Linked DNA regions of Mus musculus: all the other regions are linked to region 3. A link is a contact called in public Hi-C and promoter capture Hi-C data. All regions are on one chromosome and are shown on one strand. The core of a region is the stretch at or near the end of the contact, and the rest is flanking DNA. Distances in the headings are between cores, read along the strand shown.

Evidence for each region. Promoter capture Hi-C pulls out the DNA fragments that hold promoters and counts their contacts. Hi-C and Micro-C count contacts between places; a contact is called where the count stands out from the background.
Region 1: a contact with region 3 is called in a promoter capture Hi-C map of hippocampal neurons, with 3 times the contacts expected there. The contact joins the promoter of Zfp141 here to the promoter of Zfp658 in region 3. A contact is called at or near these places in 5 of 39 promoter capture datasets (the C10 cell line, the HPC-7 cell line, frontonasal cranial neural crest and 2 more), 1 of 115 datasets of contacts at active chromatin or transcription factors (large pre-B cells) and 1 of 9 other capture datasets (adipose tissue).
Region 2: a contact with region 3 is called in a Hi-C map of CD8 T cells, with 7 times the contacts expected there. The contact joins the enhancer-like site here to the promoter of Zfp658 in region 3. A contact is called at or near these places in 4 of 39 promoter capture datasets (the C10 cell line, cranial neural crest, hippocampal neurons and 1 more) and 1 of 484 Hi-C or Micro-C datasets (CD8 T cells).

What each region holds. Positions count from the first base shown.
Region 1 is chr7:42,503,711-42,507,462 of GRCm38.p6, forward strand. It overlaps Zfp141 (zinc finger protein 141), which reads right to left and starts at 2,043. Exons shown (of 7, transcript NM_001309388.1): 1 at 1,900-2,043. It overlaps Gm35353 (a long non-coding RNA gene), which reads left to right and starts at 2,117. Exons shown (of 3, transcript XR_391403.4): 1 at 2,117-3,083.
Region 2 is chr7:41,597,162-41,600,902 of GRCm38.p6, forward strand. No RefSeq gene overlaps it. Among named protein-coding and RNA genes, the nearest start is that of Gm51480, 34 kb to the right of the region's middle. Within about 2 kb of position 2,485, at least 373 of the 459 cell types and tissues checked have an H3K27ac peak or open chromatin away from gene starts, as enhancers often do. A contact at or near this core is called in CD8 T cells, hippocampal neurons and pre-B cells, where this site is marked.
Region 3 is chr7:43,560,515-43,564,135 of GRCm38.p6, forward strand. Zfp658 (zinc finger protein 658) reads left to right here and starts at 1,856. Exons shown (of 5, transcript NM_001008549.2): 1 at 1,856-1,907.

The sequences.
Region 1 (3,752 bases), core at 793-3,292, 1.1 Mb before region 3:
ATAATACACCTGACAAAGAGCATTTGGTGATCTTACAGAGGTCCCAGGTTCAGTACCCACATGGGGCTCACAACTCTAATTCCAGGGTCTCAGATCTCCTCTTCTGGCTTCTCTGGGCATTAGGCACACACTTGGTGCACCTATATACAACCAGTCAAATGTTCATATGTGTAAAATAAAAACAAACCTTGAAAATGAAACACACACCCAAATCTGCTTTTACTAAAAAGCATTATGCGTGTCTTCTACACTTTGGCTCTTACTACTACTCTGCTGACTCCTAGCCTACTTCATGCCCAGCCCAGCCTCCATAATGCAGTCATCCTGCAGCCTCCGAGTGTAGAGTGCTAAGATTACAGGACAGTCGTGTGCCACCACAACCTGCAGCACTACTTTAATACATAATGCTTGATTTCTAAACTTAACCTTAAATCTGTGCCCTAGAGACAGACATAGGGTCACTAGGTCACTTTAACTATTCTTCTACTTAATGTAACCAATGTGTGGAGTCTCACCCTCTGGTTTTCTTTTCTTTTTTTACCAAATGGTGTGTGTGGGAGGGGGGGTTAGGTGGAGAAAGTAGCTCACTGGGGAAACAGTTTTTGTTTTTTTGTTTGTTTGTTTTTAAGGGCTATTCTTTCTATAGAAAGAAAGAAAGAAAGAAAGAAAGAGAGAGAGAGAGAGAGAGAGAGAGAGAGAGAAAGAAAGAAAGAAAGAGGAAAAACTTATAGGGATGTGTTGCCTGTCAGTGTGTGCACCAGGAGGCCAGAGGGGAGCAGTGGGTTCCTAGGAACTGCAGTTCCTGGCAGCTCAAAGCCACAGTGTGAATGTGGATAGTGGGAACCCAACAGTGCTCATCCACATCTCAGTCCCTCCGCTTTCTGCTTTTCACCTCACTGGTCTCTACAGGAGGCTACTGGTTGAGGCTGGCCCTTGCCTGTTTGGAAGCAGAAACCTAGGCTTCTGACCTAAAACCTCTTTAGAGCACACCTTTCTTTTTTTTTTTTTTTTAAAGATTTATTTATTATATGTAAGTACACTGTAGCTGTCTTCAGACACTCCAGAAGAGGGAGTCACTTGTTACAGATGGTTGTGAGCCACCATGTGGTTGCTGGGATTTGAACTCCGGACCTTCGGAAGAGCAGTCGGGTACTCTTACCCACTGAGCCATCTCACCAGCCCCCAGAGCACACCTTTCTGCTCCCAGCCACACATATGAACCCCTATAGTTATGTAAACTGACAACAGAAATTGAAAATTGAATTCGGTTTAGGTTTTTGTTTTTGTTTTTTAATCCCTTTTCTGTTTTCAGCTCCAGCTCCATATAGGAAATTTAACACCGGGAGGAAATGATCAGAACACCTGGTGTCTGGGGTGAAACTAAGGCTTAAATCCTAGGTAGGATGCCTGGGACCACACTAAACAATTTACCCCTATTCCCTGGTTTTCATACAGTTCCTTCTATTCAATAAAAGCAATCTATTGCTAATACTGCTTAGACTGACATAGATACTGCGTCCCCAGTTTGGGCGAAAACATACATAAATTCATTTTCCCTTTTTCTCTTACTCCTTGGAGTTTTTCTCCAGTTACCAGCTACGCAAACACAAAGGGACCAGAAAGCAGCGCGGTCGCCCTCACAAGCACCGCACATTGATCGCAGGCTCGGATCCTGCAGCGCCCATGCACTCACTCCTGCCCAAACTGTGTCCCTGAACACACAACGTTCTCGAACGATGTGGCAAAATCCCACAGCAGAGCATATCGGTAAGTGACAAAACAAAAGCGAAAACCCCGCAAGAGAAGAATGAAAACAGGGCTGATGCCCACCTGCAGCCATCAGGCAACACAAACCGCGGCGGGACAGCTCGGTGTCCTGCCAGCCTGACGGTCACTCACCTCACGCTGCAACTCACAGAGCCCGGCACAAAGCACGTGGGGCACCAAGTCCACCCGCAGACATGCACAACCCCAACTGTCCAGACTCCAAGCACAAGCGGTCCGAGCAGGAAACTACATCTGGATCCAAGAAGTTGTGCGCCCCTAGGTCACTTCCGGTTGTTTTGTAATGGTTATCACGGCTTACACGCCTCCCACTTCGGGGACGGCGCGCATGCGCGCTACCACTGGCAGAGATAAATCTTGCCAATACTTACTATGGCTCATCTAGTGGTTCTTGCTCTTTCAGAAAGTACCATGGCTGCACTCACGCTCCAGTGATAAGGAAGCTACCATCAAAGTGCCTCAGTTCCTTATAACCAGGCAAGACTGGTGGAAGGTGATGTATTGAAAGCCCAAGGCTGTCTCACGTGGCCACGGGAGTTGTTGCCTACCAGTATTTGTATCTACTTCTAGGAGTCTAACATTGTATCCTCATAAAAGTATCTTTTCTAGTGATTTTTAAATTTTTATTAGACTTATTTCATATATTTTGCCTGCATGTATAATCATGCCCCCCGTGCATACCTACTGGCTGTGGAGGTCAGAAGAAATGATAGGAACCCCTGGGATTGGAGCTACAGGTGATTTTGAGTCCTCATCTGGGTGCTGTGAATGGAAGCCAGAACATCTGCAAGAATAACAACTGCTCTTGGCCAATGTCTCTCCTTTTCTTTGCCTTTTCTCTTTATTTTCACCCGACCTTAAAAGGGTTCTCATTTATTTTTTTTTGAGATTGTCTCACTTTGTTGGCTTGACAGGCTTGGAACTGGCCATGGAGATCATTCTGGCTTTGCACTCTCAGACATCTCATGGCCTCTGTCTTCTTCTGAGTCCTAGGATTAAAGTTGTTTACCACCACACCTGACCTTTTCTCATTTTTCAAAGATTGAAAACTAGGAAGGATTATCAGGAAACAGGAAAGGGAAGCCATATGGAAGATTAAAAGTGAAAATATGAGATGAACCATCATGTGCTTCTGGCTGGAGGTATCTCATGATCCCCAGAGAATAGAACTCTCTTCTTGCTGAGAAGTAAACTGAACCACAGCTCATTCACCAGGAAAATGGAGCACTTGCCTCATAGATGGTGATGACTTACTAACGAGAGGCAGAAGCTGAAGCTGCACATGCATAAAATCAGAAGTTAGTGTCTATACATGAGAGAGAACATGTTGTGATTGTCTTCCTAATAATCCTCAATTGCCTCATTCATCTTTTCCAATTTATTCCATCTTTCTATAGGTTTCATTTTTGATTACCTAATAAAATTCCATTAAATTTATAATAGAGTTTAATTATACATCTGTCTGTATTGATGAACATATAGACTGATACCTTTTATTTGCTTTTGTGAAAATAGTAGAAAGAATAGTGGTAAACAAGGATATGTTAATATCTCTTTGCTATGATATGGATTCCCAGTGTGTGTGTGTGTGTGTGTGTGTGTGTGTGTGTGTACATATACATATGATTAGCTAGGCCACAGGATAGATCTAGTTTTAGTAATTTTAGAAACCAACACTAAGGGTGCATACTGAATCCCTGTTCTCCAAAATACATCTAAACAACCAAAGAACAACAACAAAAACCCCAAATGATTTTATTAAGATTACCACAATCGAAGTTCTCCTCCAACAGTGAGTAAGGCCTCCCTCATTCACATTTAAGCAGAACTTGTTGTCCTTTTCTTTCTTTTCTTTTTTTTTTTCCTTTTTTTGGTTTTTCCAGGCAGAATTTCTCTGTATAACTCTGGCTGTCCTGGAACTCACACCATAGACCAAGCTGGCCTCGAACTCAGAAATCTGCCTGCCT
Region 2 (3,741 bases), core at 1,235-3,734, 2.0 Mb before region 3:
AGCTCTTGGGGGTGGGGTACTTGTTAGTTCATATCCTTGTTCCTCCTATAGGGTTGCAGACCCCTTTAGCTCCTTGGGTACTTTCTCTAGCTCCTTCATTGGGGGCCCTGTATTCTATCCAATAGATGACTGTGAGCATCCACTTCTGTATTTGCCAGGCATTGGCATAGACTCACACAAGAGAGCTATGTCAGGGTCCTGTCAGCAAAATCTTTCTGGCATATGTAATAGTGTCTGGGTTTGGTGGTTGTATATGGGATGGATTCCCGGGCGGGGTAGTCTCTGGATTGTCTTTCCTTCCATCTTAGCTCTGAACTTTGTCTCTGTAACTCCTTCTGTGGGTACTTTGTTTCCCATTCTAAGAAGGAACAAAGTATCCACACTTTGGTTTTCCTTCTTCTTGAGTTTCATGTGTTTTGCAAATTGTATCTTGGATATTCTAAGTTTTTGGGCTAATATCTGCTTATCAGTGAGTGCATACCATGTGTGTTCTTTTGTGATTGGGTTATCTCACTCAGGATGATATCCTCCAGATGCATCCATTTGCCTAAGAATTTCATGAATTCATTCTTTTTAATAGCTGAGTAGTACTCCATTGTGTAAATGTACCACATTTTCTGTATCCATTCCTCTGTTGATGGACATCTAGATTCTTTCCAGCCTCTGGCTATTATAAATAAGGCTGCTATGAACATAGTGGAGCATGTGTCCTCATTACAAGTTGGAACATCTTCTGGGTATATGCCCAAGAGAGGCATTGCTAGATCTTCCGGTAGTACTATGTCCAATTTTCGGAGGAACCACCAAACTGATTTCCAGAGTGGTTCCTCCACCCTGCATTCTGTTCTCAGTGGGAAGATCTAGACCATCTGTGAACTGGCCACGATGACACATTGCTGTGTAATCCTAGCATTTGAATAGTATAGACAAGAAGATCAGAGTTAAATTCAAGGCCAGCTTGGCCTAAATAGTTCTAGACCATCCAGGGCTAGAGTGCAAATACTTACCCTATGTGTAGACACCTCACATTATCCTTGGCTTTAGTCTCATATTCTACATTAGGTTTACTGATTTATTTACAGTGCTGGATGCATTCCCTATTTTATTGTCTCTCCCCATTTACCATTATTTCTAATGTACACCTAGTTCTGCAATTGTTTTTATTATGCAACTTAAAAAGGAAAGTTTACTTCTCAGCAAGAAGAGAGCTCTGTTCTCTGGGGATCATGAGATTCCTCCAGCCAGAAGCACATGATGGTTCATCTCATATTTTCTCTTTTAATCTTCCATATGGCTTTCCTTTCATGTTTCCTGATAATCCTTCCTAGTTTTCAATCTTTGAAAAATGAGAAAAGGTCAGGTGTGGTGGTAAACAACTTTAATCTTAGCACTCAGAAGACAGAGGCCATGAGATGTCTGAGAGTGCAAAGCCAGAATGATCTCCATGGCTAGTTCCAAGCCTGTCACGCCAACAAAGTGAGACAATCTCAAAAATAAATAATTGAGAACCCTTTTAAGGTCGGGTGAAAATAAAGGGAAAAGGCAAAGAAAAGGAGAGACATTGGCCAAGAGCAGTTGCTTCCATTTACAGCACCCAGACAAGGACTCAAAATCATCTGTAGCTCCAATCCCAGGGGGTCCTACCCTTTCTTCTGACCTCCACAACCACTAGGCATGCACGGGGGGCATGATTATACATGCAGGCAAAATATATGAAATAAGTCTAATAAAAATTTAAAAATCACTAGAAAAGGTATTTTTATGAGGATACAATTTCAGACTCCTAGAAGTAGTTACAAATACTGGTAGGCAACAACTCCCGTGGCCACGTGAGACAGCCTTGGGCTTTCAGTACATCACCTTCCACCAGTCTTGCCCGGTTGTAAGGAACTGAGGCACTTTGATGATGGCTTCCTTATCACTGGAGCGTGAGTGCGGCCCTGGTACTTTCTGAAGGAGCAAGAACCACTAGATGAGCCATAGTAAGTATTGGCAAGATTTACCTCTGCCAGTGGTAGCGCGCACGCGCGCCGTCCCCCAAGTGGGAGGCGTGTAAGCCGTGATAACCATTACAAAACAACCGGAAGTGACCTAGGGGCGCGCAACTTCTTGGATCCAGATGTAGTTTCCTGCTAGGACCGCTTGTGCTTGGAGGCTGGACCGTTGGGGTTGTGCATGTCTGCGGGTGGACTTGGTGCCCCACGTGCTTTGTGCCGGGCTCTGTGAGTTGCAGCGTGAGGTGAGTGACCGTCAGGCTGGCAGGACACCGGGCTGTCGCGCCGCGGTTTGTGCTGCCTGATGGCTGCAGGTGGGCATCAGCCCTGTTTTCGTTCTTCTCTTGCGGGGTTTTCGCTTCTGTTTTGTCACTTACCGATATGCTCTGCTGTGGGATTTTGCCACATCGTTCGAGAACGTTGTGTGTTCAGGGACACAGTTTGGGCAGGAGTCAGTGCATGGGCGCTGCAGGATCCGAGCCTAAGATCAATGTGCTGTGCTTGTTGAGGGCGACCGCGCTGCTTTCTGGTCCCTTAGTGTTTGAGTAGCTGGTAAGTGGTCTGTGAGAGGAGAAAAACTCCAAGGAGTAAGAGAAAACGGGAAAATGAATTTATGTACATTTTGGCCCAAACTGGGACCAAACGTATTTATGTCGCCCTACGCAGTAGTAGCAATTGCTTTTATTGAGTAGAGGGAACTGTATGAAAGCCAGGGAATAGGGGTAAGCTGTTTAGTGTGGTCCCAGTCATCCAAGCAGGGATTTAAGCCTTAGTTTCACCCCAGACACCAGGTGTTCTGATCATTTCCTCCCCGTGTTATATTTTCTATATGGAGCTGGAGCTGAAAACAGAAAAGGAATTTAAAAACAAAAAACAAACAAACAAAAGAACTAAACCGAATTCAATTTCTATTGTCAGTTTACATAACTATTGGGGTCCATATGTGTGGCTAAGTTGGAGGCTGGCCTGTGCTAGGAGCAGAAAGGTGTGCTCTAAAGAGGTTTTAGGTCAGAAGCCTAGTTTTCTGCATCCAAACAGTCAAGGGCCAGCCTCAACCAGTAGCCTCCTGTAGAGACCAGTGAGGTGAAAAGCAGAAAGCGGAGGGACTGAGATGTGGATGAGCACTGTTGGGTTCCCACTATCCACATTCACACTGTGGCTTTGAGCTGCCAGGAAATGCAGTTCCTAGGAATCCACTGCTCCCCCTCTGGCCTCCTGGTGCACACACAGACAGCCAACAATCCCTATAATTTTTTCCTTTTCCTTTTCCTTTTCCTTTTCCTTTTCCTTTTCCTTTTCCTTTTCCTTTTTCTTTTTAAAAAAAATTTTTGAATAGAAAGAATAGGCCTTTGACAAAATTCTTTTTCCCCAGTGAGCTACTTTCTCCACCTAACCCCCCTCACACACACATCATTTGGTAAAAAAAGAAAAGAGAACCAGAGGGTGAGACTCCACACATTGGTTACATTAAGCAGAAGAATAGTTAAAGTGACCTAGTGATCCCATGTCTGTCTCTAGTGCACAGATTTAAGGTTAAGTTTAGAAATCAAGCTTTATGTATTAAAGTAGTGCTGCAGGTTGTGGTGGCACACGACTGTCCTGTAATCTTAGCACTCTACACTCGGAGGCTGCAGGATGACTGCATTATGGAGGCTGGGCTGGGCATGAAGTAGGCTAGGAGTCAGCAGTGTAGAAGTAAGAGCCAAAGTGTAGAAGACATGCATAATGCTTTTTAGAAAAAGCAGAT
Region 3 (3,621 bases), core at 606-3,105:
ACTTCCTTATTTATCCACCCTCACTTCCACTCTTTTCTGGAAAATTCTGTTCTCCACCTCATGCTTAAAACATCTCAGGTCCAATTTAAGGTGTTGTGCCCTGAGTACTGTAGCAACTACTTCCAGGTACCTAATTTACCCTCCTAGACAGTTTGTTTTGTATACATTTCTGTTATTTCTTTTAATATAGCATCTCACTGTGTAGCCCTAGCTGGCCTGGAACTCACTGTATAAACCAGGCTGGTCTGGAACTCACAAAAATCTGCTTACCTCTGCCTTCCAAGTGCTGGGATTAAGGTTGTGTTCCACCATGCCTGACCTACAATGTTTTTCAGGGTATCTGTGGTTCAGCCTCCTGATGCATGGGGTGGTTTTATGGTATGGACAGGGCAACTTCCTCAGCTGCCCATTAGGTCAGTCTCATGGAGCACAAAGAAGGAGAGGCATACAGTTTCAGCTTCTTTTGTGCTTCATCACCTCCACAGGGCAAGTGCTCCATCTTCCTGGTGGACTGACTGTGACTCAGGCTGCAAGACAGATGGGCACTGTACCACATTTACAGCCTAGAGAGGTCATAAGCATAAGGAGAGAGCCTGTGGAAGAGCAAGGTGGTGCCCGGGAGGCAATAAGTGCGTGTGGGTATCAATCATATGCTAAGATGTAGCAGAGAATCGATCAGAAGTTGATATTTGCATATTAACTTTTATGTGGTTTAATATAATTTGGCATGTGGTGATGGGTGGCTGAGACTACTTTTTGGGACCCCCGGAGCTGTATCTTTGGACACAAAACCCTGGTCACAAGAGCACCAGTACTATAATTTGTTCTCAAGACAATCAAAATCATATGTGAAGCTAGGCATGATGGCATATCCCCCCCACCCCCCAGCCCTGGAAAGCAGAAGCAGGGGATCATACCATGTTCAATGCTATACTCTTGTCTACACAGAACTAGAGAACGCTAACCTGAGATACTGCACACAATCGTTCATTTTGTTCAGATATTCGACTTTGGCCTATGGATTTATTCCCTCTACTGTACTGCACGTTTTCGTCATCAATTGATCTCTCACCATTTATCATTATCTCCCTCTCCACCTTCCTCTACACTATTTCTTATATATGCAAAACACACAATAAATAATGAAGAATTAAAATAAAAACACTTGTCATTGACAACAGATTTTCTCCACCTCTGGTCCCCATGAAAAGCCTCAGTGTCACATTTATTTCAGACCTTCATCTTTAAAGATTCCACATGGCTTCAATTCCCATTTCCCAACAAACCTAGTTTTTTTTTTCTTTATATTTATTAATTTATTTTTTATTTACTTCTTAGTTTAGAGGAAAAAAATCTTTTAAGTCCCTGAGAATATACAGAAAAAAAAATGGTATTTTTAGTAATATGCAGCATCCCGGTCTCTTGGAAATAACTGATATACACGTATAGGTAGGAAGTAAAATCCCCTGAAAATATGAGACAGCCTTGGACTTTCACTGTGTCACAGTCCACAAGCTTTGCCTGCTTATGTGCACACTGTGATGGTGGTCCCTGTATCATTGTATTGTGGGAGTGGCCATGACAGCTCCTAAAGGAACAGAAACTACAGGAAGATCCAAGTGAAGTATTGGCAAGTTGTAGCGTCACAAATAGTAGCGCGCATGCGCTTCGCCAGCCTCCACAAGGGGAAAAAAGGGGGTGTGGGAGGGTGGCGAAGAACACTGATTCGCAGTAAACGGAAGTGGTCTCGAGCGGTCATATCCGCTTAAATCTCCGCGCAGATCAGTTCTGTTATTGTTGCCCGCACTCCAGGAGAGTTTGGATTCTAACACTGAGGGCCCGGGGGCGGAAGTCGCAGGGAGGGACACTGCGCGTCCTGTGCAGAGTTCTCTGCATTGTTGTGAGAGGTGAGCGGCAGGGGCGCAGGGAGGATGCTGTGCTGTTGAGCGCTGATTTGTGTTGAGTGACAGCTGACACAGCTACTGGAGGGATGCCCTGGTTGAGCTGGGGTGGGAATCCTATGGGAGTTGGGAGAGCAGGGTTGCTGAGAGAGACAGACAGTGCAGCCAGCTACCGCAAGCCTGGGGCTAGCGTCTCTGAGGGCGATCGCGCTGCTTTCTAGTAGTAGCCTGCGAGAAGAGAACAGGCAGATACAAATGGAAAATGAGATTATTTGTGGTTTGGGCTTAATTTGGGAAAGCCAGCCATTCTCGGTCAGCCTGTGGCTTCTGCCTGCGGAACTAATACTAAGAACACGTGGAACAAAAGCCAGGGGATTTGCATATGCAAAGAGGGCACAGGCATCGGAGCTGCAAGTTGAGCCTTTGTGCAGGTAGCAAGGCTTGTAAAACAGGACCTTTTCGTTCCCAGCATGTAGTCTCCTGTAGAGAGCTAGCGCTGCAAAGCAAACGTTTAAAAGGCAAATCCTAATCCCCGGGCCGTTTTATGTGAGGGCTGGGACATGAGGCGGGTCAATGCTGCCTCTGCTGAGACCATATGGTCACAATAAGAGTCAGTGATTGGCACTTGAGCAGAAGGACCCTGTGTCCTTATTGGAGGTTGTATGTTCCTTGGGTATCACTATTGAGTTTATTGAAGATTCTCTGGAAACTAGTAAATTGTCATCTTGGCTGCCAAAGTAATAACGTTCTGGGGAACTAGGTATGCCCATTTTAACCCCGTGGTTAAATTAATCCTGTGGTCAGTCCACTTATCAGAGGTTACTTAAAGTCCAGAATGACAGTGAATATGTCCTGTGTACCATAAAAACATTGTGGACAAGGGAGAAATGTTTTGTGTCGAGGGCCTGGTGTTTATGTGCAGGGTTTCCAAGTCAGGGAAGGGATTGAGCCATTGAATTTAAGGAAGAGAAACAGGATGTCAATGTGGGCATAGATGAAAACGAAAATGTCTAGACAGGCACAGAGAGCCAGGAGTGGCCATCACCACACCACACTGCACCACATCTCTGCTCTCAGAAGGAGAAAGGGTTCTGGGTGCTGGGCACACAGAGACCGCCCGAGATCATGGGCACTGGGTGTGGTTTAGAGTAGGGAAGGAACGGGACTGGTCCTGCTCTTCCTCTTAGGGTGTGTTCTGGAACAGCCCATAAGCTTAGTTGTCATTTCTGAGAGAGAAATGGTTGTATCAATGCTGGTGGCATGCTTAAAAGAGCTCTCGTGAGAGCTGGGCACAATGGCGCACACCTTTAGTCCCAGCACTCAGGAAGCAGAGAGCCGCAGGCCAGCTACAGCAACACAGTGAGGCCATGTCTCAAAAAGTTGGGGACTGGGGAGGGCTGTGTCTGAACAGCTTAGCAAAGCTCAGAAAAAGGAGCAGCCTGAGCAGCTTGCTCGTTCTCATGTGTCTTTCTGTGTGGGTTCTGAGGGCAGGCTGAGCGTCATATCACTGCAGATCCCCAGTGCCCATGGTACACACCTGCGCCCTCACTGTGGCATCAGCGAGGTTAATTCCTTATCTCCTCACAAGTCAAAGGTACAGCAGCTGCAGTGAATCCTTCCTAACTATCGTGTTTGGCGTGTAATTCAGGGAAGGGGAGTTGTTTGGGGTTTTGGCATGTGTGTTGTATGTAGTCTATGCATGTGGGTGTGGGCATAGGTG